Linked DNA regions of Zea mays: region 1 is linked to region 2. The links are chromatin contacts, called in public Hi-C maps. All regions are on one chromosome and are shown on one strand. Each heading gives the region's core, a stretch centred on a gene start, on an enhancer-like site or on the middle of the called end of the contact. The rest is flanking DNA. Distances are from core to core; before and after follow the strand shown. Region 1 holds the start of LOC100284319. Region 2 holds the start of LOC118476033 (mitochondrial carnitine/acylcarnitine carrier-like protein).

Region 1 (4,415 bases), core at 560-3,059, 390 kb before region 2:
TGTGATGGATTTGATAATGTTGAATGCATGTAGTGGGACATACAGAACTACTATTGGGGACTTAAGGAAAAAAATGCAAATTCTCAATTATCTGTGGCACAAATGGAGAGAAAGAAATAGACAAATTATGCCTTTTTCTATGATTTTGTTGTGGATTACAATGTAAAGTTACTCTACATATTTTTCTCTGATGCTGCAAGTAGAAATAATTATAGTTATTTGGTGATTTAGTGTCAATCCACGTAACATATAGCATAAACCAATACAATATGATATTTTCACCTTTTACGGATGCGCACTATCATATGCAAATTGTTTTCTTAGCAAATCGACACCGGCGATCTCCATTCCCAGTTCTCCGGCCTTCGACCGGGGTAAGGGGGTGGCTGACGACCACAAAGTCGGTCCCTCGGGTGGCCCAAGGTCCCGGTCCTAGTGCGCACTGCGCTCTTCCCTAACGAGGAGGAGAGCACCGCCATCTTCACCATTGAGAGGAATCCCTTCAAGCTGGGAGGTCCATGCCTCATGTGGCTAGATTGCAACTCCCCGGATGGCGAGCCGGCGTTCGCCCTCGACGACCAGGAGGAGCAGGAGATGTGGCAGGATTTCCAGATCCTCGGCCGGGTAAGGGGAACGAGTATTCTATATGACGACACATTCCTTTGCGTAGGGCGTGTCTTGATGTCGTCGACTTTCCTTTCAATGAGAATGTTGAGTCATATGAGTGGTTGTTTTGTACAACTCTGACCGTGGGCATTAGAGCAGAAAATACGTGTCCTATATTAGATGTCTCGGCATGACTGCATCCAATGCAACTATACTCCTAAAACCGTGTCCAACAGTTCACCTATATAGTCACCTAAAATACTGTTTTGTAATGTAGACTATATTGTTCGTAGAGTGAAGTTTAATATGTGTATGAGGAGGGTCGTGCCTACCTGGCACCCCGTGGCACGACACGATTTTAGTCCGTCCTGAGCACGACACGACTCGTTATTCGTGCCATGCTTAGGCCATTGGTGTGTCACGACATGCTGGTCCGAGCACGACTCGATTTATTTTTTTATTTTGCATTGCATATTTGTGTATATTAGAAACAACTATAATCATTTAGGCCCTGTTTGGGAACAAAGTTTTTGAAAACCACAGTTTTTGAAATACTATACTATACTTTAGTTATGACAATACTGTAGTTTATAATACCGCAGTTTTGAAAACTGAGGTCTAGAGCTAAGTTTAGAATGCCTTAAAACAACTATAGTATTTGCAATACTTCAGTTTTGAAAACAGAGATTTTACCCAGCTTGCCAAACACCATTATGTATATAATACTGCAGTATTTGAGAATACTGCAGTATTCTTCCAAAACTGCAGAAAAACTTTGTTCCCAAACACCCCCTTAAACACAAATGAACCATGACTCAATTGTCTAGAGTAGTGCAGCTAAGCTTTTGAAGCCGTCCCACCATGGTTTGAACCCCACACAAGCCTCTTTTTGCTCATTTTTCTTCGCACTTTGTTCAAGCACCATGGACTTCGGACAGGCTCGGTACGATGTGGACCAATCTGTACTGTGCTTAGGCCTAAGACGCGATTACCATGGTCTGGCACATAGTGGCACAACCTGTTAGCTAGTCAGACCTAAACGGGTCGAGCCTAAACAAGCCGGGCCAAAGACGGATTCGTGCCGGGTTGGTCCGATCTGTTTGGATTTCAACATGTATAGCTAGAGATATAGGCTAAAAAGGCTCTAAAAGGGAGAGCGTCGAGTGAACGCAAGTGGGCAAAGGTGGCTAGCAAATTAGCAACAGCAAGACAGGGAGCGAGGGATGGTAGAAAGCACAGATACCAATTCCCCATTGCTCGCCGTGTATTAAACATACTCGCACTCCAGCTCCCCATTTCTCTCCTCCCCTCCCCTTCCCTAATCATCTCAGCGAATCCAATCGAGGCGATGGACCAGCAGGGTGCGGGCGGGGACGCGGAGGTGCCGGCGGGGCTGGGTCTGACGGCGGCGGAGTACGAGCAGCTGCGGTCGACGGTGGACGCGCACCACCGCTACGCCGTGGGGGAGGGTCAATGCTCCTCGCTGCTGGCGCAGCGCATCCACGCGCCGCCGGAGGCCGTCTGGGCCGTCGTCCGCCGCTTCGACTGCCCGCAGGTGTACAAGCACTTCATCCGGAGCTGCGCGCTCCGCCCAGACCCCGAAGCCGGCGACGCCCTCTGCCCCGGCCGCCTCCGCGAGGTCAGCGTCATCTCGGGCCTGCCCGCTAGCACCAGCACCGAGCGCCTCGACCTACTCGACGACGCCGCTAGGGTCTTCGGCTTCTCCATCACCGGAGGCGAGCACCGCCTTCGGAACTACCGCTCCGTCACCACCGTCTCCGAGCTCGCAGACCCCGCGATCTGCACCGTCGTGCTCGAGTCCTACGTCGTTGACGTCCCCGACGGCAACACCGAGGACGACACCCGCCTCTTCGCCGACACCGTCATCAGGCTCAACCTCCAGAAGCTCAAGTCCGTCGCCGAGGCCAACGCCGCCGAGGCCGCCGCAACCACCAATTCCGTCCTTCTGCCGCGGCCGGCGGAGTAGCGGCGGCTGCCATCGGCAAGGGAAGAAAGCAACAGCAAGTTTTGTGCGTTTCTGTTATTTCAATTCTCTGGGAAAGGGTTTCTCTGAATTAAATCTGATCATGGATGGATTTGGACTGGACAAGGAGGGGCCGGGTCAGCCTAAATTAGGTGTGATTGCAAGGGCGCGACCTGTAATAATCTCTCTTTCATCTCCTAGATTCCTTCTTTTCATCTTTACTTCTTCCAGAATTTGGTTAATTCCTGCTTTATGTGATTGGAATCATTCCTTAGGAATTGCTGCTTCTCATATGTCTTTGCATTGCATGTTTGATGTGGCTATCTTGAGGCATGTGATCCATGCCTAATTCGATCCTCTTAGATTGCTAGCGCTACTGGATCACTGATCAATTGTCCTTAAGTTCCAGTCATGTCTTAGCAGTTGTTCACCGATGATGACTATGCATGGCTAATGTCGTTGTTGCAGCCGAACTTGTTGACTGATTTGAGAATGCAAGGAACATTGTAGTGGTCCATCCTCTTTTTTTCCAACAAGGTTCTTTGTGTTTTCGTGCAGGTATACACCATATATTTGAGTAAAATATAAATCTCAGGTAGTTCAAGCATAGTAGTAGACATGGCAAACCTCGTCGATTCCTTAAATCGTACTGGTGCAATACTGTCTTGAGATGCTTAAGCCTGGCAGGGTGTTTTTGTCTCTTGCCATATTTTCCTGCTACGTGTACAGCGTTTGGGAACAAGCGTCAGATAAGCTAGGCCGACGCTTGTTTTGTTTTCATGCAATGGATACGGATGTCACCATCTTTCTGTTGCAGCTCCCAAACAGTTTTTATCTGTACACGTTTTATATTCAACATTCGCCTAAAATCACTCTTCTGTTCATGTGATGTGGTGGCCGTCGATGTTGATTTAAGATTGGTGCGCTTTTCTGGTGGTTTGTATTATATTCGGGAGTTAACACTCAACCCAACACATCCCACATTTATCTCTGTTGCATTCGACATCCATCTCTATGGCTGATTTCAATGGTTCCCTCCCCAAATCCCCATATTCGTATTGAATTCATATTTAAATATCTCCTCCTTAAGTATAGTTCCTCTATTTCTTCTCTCCTACTATTCTTCCTATAGTCATTTGATATTTTTATATCAATTTTTAAAGTTTGAAAGAAAATATATAATATTTGTAGTACTTAATACACATTATTATCAGATGATAAAGCATAAAAAGGTTAGTTGCAGACAAAATTCGTGATTAACAAAATGGGAGGAGATTACGTGTGAGGGGGGAGCAATCCCTCCCTTCGAGTAGCGTGACATAGAGGGTATAAATGGTCAAATGGGTCGTGCCTAACGGGCTGGCTCAAAGCATGATCCATTTAATAGTGCCGGACCGATCCAGCACGGAAGCCATGTCGTGTTTGGGCCGCTGCCTCGGCCCACAGTTCTGGTCTGACCCGACACGATTATATTTTACAAAACATAGTATACATATATTTAGATTTTATATTCACTATTTACAACAAACACGTTGTAGTTTGAACTCCCGCCTGTGCTGGGTTTTCACGCTATTTTCCTGATTTAATCAGACAGCGTGGACATATTAACAGACCGGCCCGGCACAGCTAGCCTAACAGGCCCATGCCGGGTCGGGCCGGGCCGCCCGTGTGGCCAACTATAATAGAGGGTGTGTAGTTGGAGCACGAGGGGACGTGTCATACACCCTCCAACCTAGGGGGAGCGGGAGGGGTGCTATTTGAGCGGGTTAGTGGCTTCAGACACATTGCACTGTGTGTCAAGGAAGAAAACAAAGACGGTTTAGTC
Region 2 (3,943 bases), core at 1,441-3,940:
AGGAATGCACAGTCCATAAAGAACAAATATCAGGACTTAACCACACTGATTCCAGCTAGACACTCAAGTAAAGAGTAGAAATGAGAAAAATGCCTTAGCATGGTAACAGGTAGGATATGGAAAACAGTGCTGTTTTAAAAGATTTCTCAAAGAATGTAACATGCAAAACAGGTGATAGCATAACCCATGCATGTAATTCAGAGCATGACGATTTCTAGCACTGCATTTTCTGTAAAGATTTCAGGAGACAAATCGCACAAAATATGGCAGAGCAACTCCCTGAAGTATAATTTGAATCACCATGCATTTTACATGAGTCTGACTAGTGGGAACTTTATTTGCATACCCAAAAAAAAGAGCATAAATTATTTTAGTTTGTGTTCGCACTAGACACATGTTTTTTTTCATGGTTCAATCTTATGGCATTTGGATTAGCGTATTACTGACAGCAGATGTTTATGCTAAATTGCTAACGCAAAGAACCACAATATGATGTAAGTGAGCTAAATTAAGGAACACTGAAATGCATAGCAATTTAGTACCATACAGCGCACAATGTGTAGCATATGAAGGAAAGCGCATTTTACATAGGACAAATATCATCATGTATTCGACATGAATTTGTTTTGCAGGAACTTACATTTCTGAGCTGAATAGATAAGCAATGTAAGGATATGATTGAGTATATTTGTTCAGGATCACAAAAATACAAAGGATATGATTCAGTTGTTCGGTCTTAAGCAACATGGGAAATTCTTTATAGGCTTGCTTAAATGGAGGATATTGTAGCAAAAATCTAATGGGCCTGTTTGGTTCAGCTTTTTTCTGATCAGCTTTTCTGAAAATCCGGTTGTGGAGAGAATCTGGCTGTGAGAAAAATCTGAGTATCGTGGGATTACGTGCGGAGGAAGATGAAGTGGTTCAAATGTTTCAGGATCTAGAAAGCGATGAATTCCTACTATCGCGACGACTCAACCGATTTTGTATTCATGTTGATTTTAGACGTTTTTACCAAAATGATTCTTATAGAAGCGGGCTGAAAAGCTGTGGTGTTTGGCAGTCCGCAGCAGCTTTTGGTGGCCAGAAGCTGAAAAAATCCCAAACAAACGGGGCCAATATCTGATTATGCAAGTAAGACAATTCAGTATCTGACATGCATGATGACTAACATCTCTTCACCACATGGGTTCCAAGTTAGCATGTAAAAGGCCACCTAATTAATATCCAAAATTCAAGTGGAAAAAATGTAATGATGAAAAATTGGCCCGACTCTCACTGACCTGCACTTGATCAGTTCTGTTGGACAAGCCAAGAAGGAGACTGCGATTCCAGCACCGGCGCCCGCAACAACCTGCTGCTTCACTGTCAGCGGCACACCAGGCTCTGACCTGAGAAACGCCTCCATCTGCCCCCTGACACTGAACAAGACAGCGTTGAAGGCCGCTACGGTGGCCAGAGGTGCCCCCATCCCCTTGTATAGGCCCCTCGGACCTTCAGCCGCGACCGTCTGCTTCACAGCATCGATGGCGCCGGCGTACTTGGGGAGCTGTCCGGGAGCAGGGGTGGGCTGGCTCTGGAGCTTGACCTTGATGGTGTCGAACGGGTGCCCGACGATGAGGTTGGCAGCCCCTCCCACGGTCCCAGCCGTCAAGTCCTTCGCAACGTCCCCCATCTGTTAACTGCAACGAAATACAGTTCGATTTGCAATGAACTATGAGAAAACTACAAGCGACTTACTTTTCTCGATGCAAGTAAAGGTTCACAGCAAATTTTGTATCAAACACCGGGTTGTCTGGTCTGGATGAAAATTTAGAATGAGCCAGAAAAGCAAAGTACCAACAACCAATTTGACGGGGAAGGGGGACAGGGAAGAGGGGGGGGGGGGGGGGGGGGGGGGGGGGTGGGGGGGGGGGGGGGGGGGGGGGCCTGCTTCCGCCAATGGTACTACTGGTTATTTTGCAATAAGACAGGTAAGCTGCGCAAAGCTATCAGAAATGCACAGTATGGCAGTCGTCAATGGACATGTCAAAGAGAACCACACCGTGGTTTGCAACATACAGAACCCTTGACGGAGAAGGTGAAGAAGCGCTGTGAACCATCAGAATCCCCATGATCCAATCGCGCACATGACATGGTGCCATCAGGGCTGAAGACACCACCCGCTGTCTCTAGAGGGAAGGCAAAGCCACGGAGTCGAAAACCTCACCAAAGAGGCACAGACGCCAGCCATATTAGAGGCACACGGCGCCGTGAAATGAATCGCAGGCCAGATATGACGCACGAGCGCGCGCAGAGCGGGGAACGGTACGAGAGGGAGACCTAACAAAGCAACCCGATGACGATGAGCAATGCAGCGAGACGAGGAGGGCAGCCGCGGAGGGGGCGGCTCACCTTGGGGTTGGGGCTGGGGTCCGGGTGGAGGTGGTCTTGGAGGCGGGCGCCGCCGCCGCCGCTGCCTGGGACTCTGGCTCGATTCGAATCGGGTCGCGAGTGGTCGGTGCTGATTGATCGATCTGTCGACTGCAAAGGCCCGAACCGTTCGAGAGGGGAGTTGGTCGCTCGCGGGCGTGGGGTGGCTGGGTGGGTGGGTGGAGTGCCGGAGCGGAACTGGACAACTGGTTGGTTCACGGTCACGGGGGCTGTTCCGCGGGCGGCGGGTTGCCGGGTGGGTGGGCGAGCCGGAGTATATAGGGTAGGCTGCCATGGTCAGCTACTGACCTACTGCTACGACAGTCTAGAGGCACTTCACCTTCAACTACCAGCGATGCAACCAATCCAACACGTTTCGTAAACGTTTGGAATGGCACGGACCTCTGATCCGGGGGTTGGTGGGTGGATCGGTGGATGGATGCGGACAGGAACATGGCCTACGTTCATATCCTCTGTGCCCTCATGTCTCAGCTCACGAAACTCGAACCTATATATTATATTTTATTTCTAAGCACTAGATACATCTAAGAAACATCTTCATACGATCAATGTATTTAAGTACATATAACTAAGAAACCTCTTCGTACGACTTAATATATCTAAATCTTATATCTTATTCACTAGAATCTCTCAAGATACCACTCATTTATATGATTTGTATGTGTAGAATCATATCAAACTTAGAGAAACGTGTTAGAGACAGTTCCTTCACTAAGATGTCGTCTCTTAGGTTTTTTTGCACTTACTCCCTTGACATCACTTAAGATACGGGGTATTTACTTACGTTGGTTGTACATGCCCTCAAACAAACTCTTGCTTCTTGTATTGTGACGGAGCTAGAGATGGCAATGGGTACCCGAAACCCGAAACCCGATGGGTTTTTACCCCATTAGGGTACGGGTTTGGGTCAATTTTCATACCCATGGGTTTGTAAATGGGCATAAATCTGTACCCAGCGGGTTTATGGGTACGGGTTTGTTCCTATAGTACCCAAACCCGTGAACCCGTGGGTTTTTTAAACCCGACCAAACCTAGTGCATATTGTCATTTTATTTTATAAACGAACAACAAACTTGTTATTCCTTATTTACTTCATAATTTTTATCAATTGGTGAATGTATCAGTAGTCGGTGAGAGTGTTGCTTGCTTGATATTATAGTTTTTACTAGCGTTATATATGTGGTGGATGGATAACTTAGTGCAAGGTCACTTAATTATACAACTTATTATTTGTATTTCATTCTCTCTACTAATAATTTTTATACCAAATCATGAACTCGTTGTTCATTACATAGATTTTGGATCATGATATCATTAATCATTACGATACTTATTGATTATGAGAAGAACAAGTATATTGGAGATGAAACCCGCGGGTAACCCATGGGTACCCGTTAACCCGATGGGTACGGGTTTGGGCAAAATCTCAAACCCGTCATGGGTACGGGTTTTTTAATGGGCATAGATATTTTTCACGGGTACGGGTTTGGGACGGCAAAACCCAGCGGGTTTG

The links. A called contact is a pair of places that touch in the nucleus more often than the background predicts.
Region 1: a contact with region 2 is called in a Hi-C map of ear, with 2.1 times the contacts expected there. The contact joins the promoter of LOC100284319 here to the promoter of LOC118476033 in region 2. A contact is called at or near these places in 3 of 25 Hi-C or Micro-C datasets (ear, endosperm and tassel).

The regions. Positions count from the first base shown.
Region 1 is chr1:100,987,453-100,991,867 of Zm-B73-REFERENCE-NAM-5.0, reverse strand. It overlaps LOC100284319, which reads left to right and starts at 1,809. Exons shown (of 1, transcript NM_001157214.2): 1 at 1,809-3,291. The coding sequence starts at 1,955. The coding sequence ends at 2,593.
Region 2 is chr1:100,603,274-100,607,216 of Zm-B73-REFERENCE-NAM-5.0, reverse strand. It overlaps LOC118476033 (mitochondrial carnitine/acylcarnitine carrier-like protein), which reads right to left and starts at 2,690. Exons shown (of 3, transcript XM_035964058.1): 1 at 2,392-2,690; 2 at 1,281-1,679. The coding sequence starts at 1,672.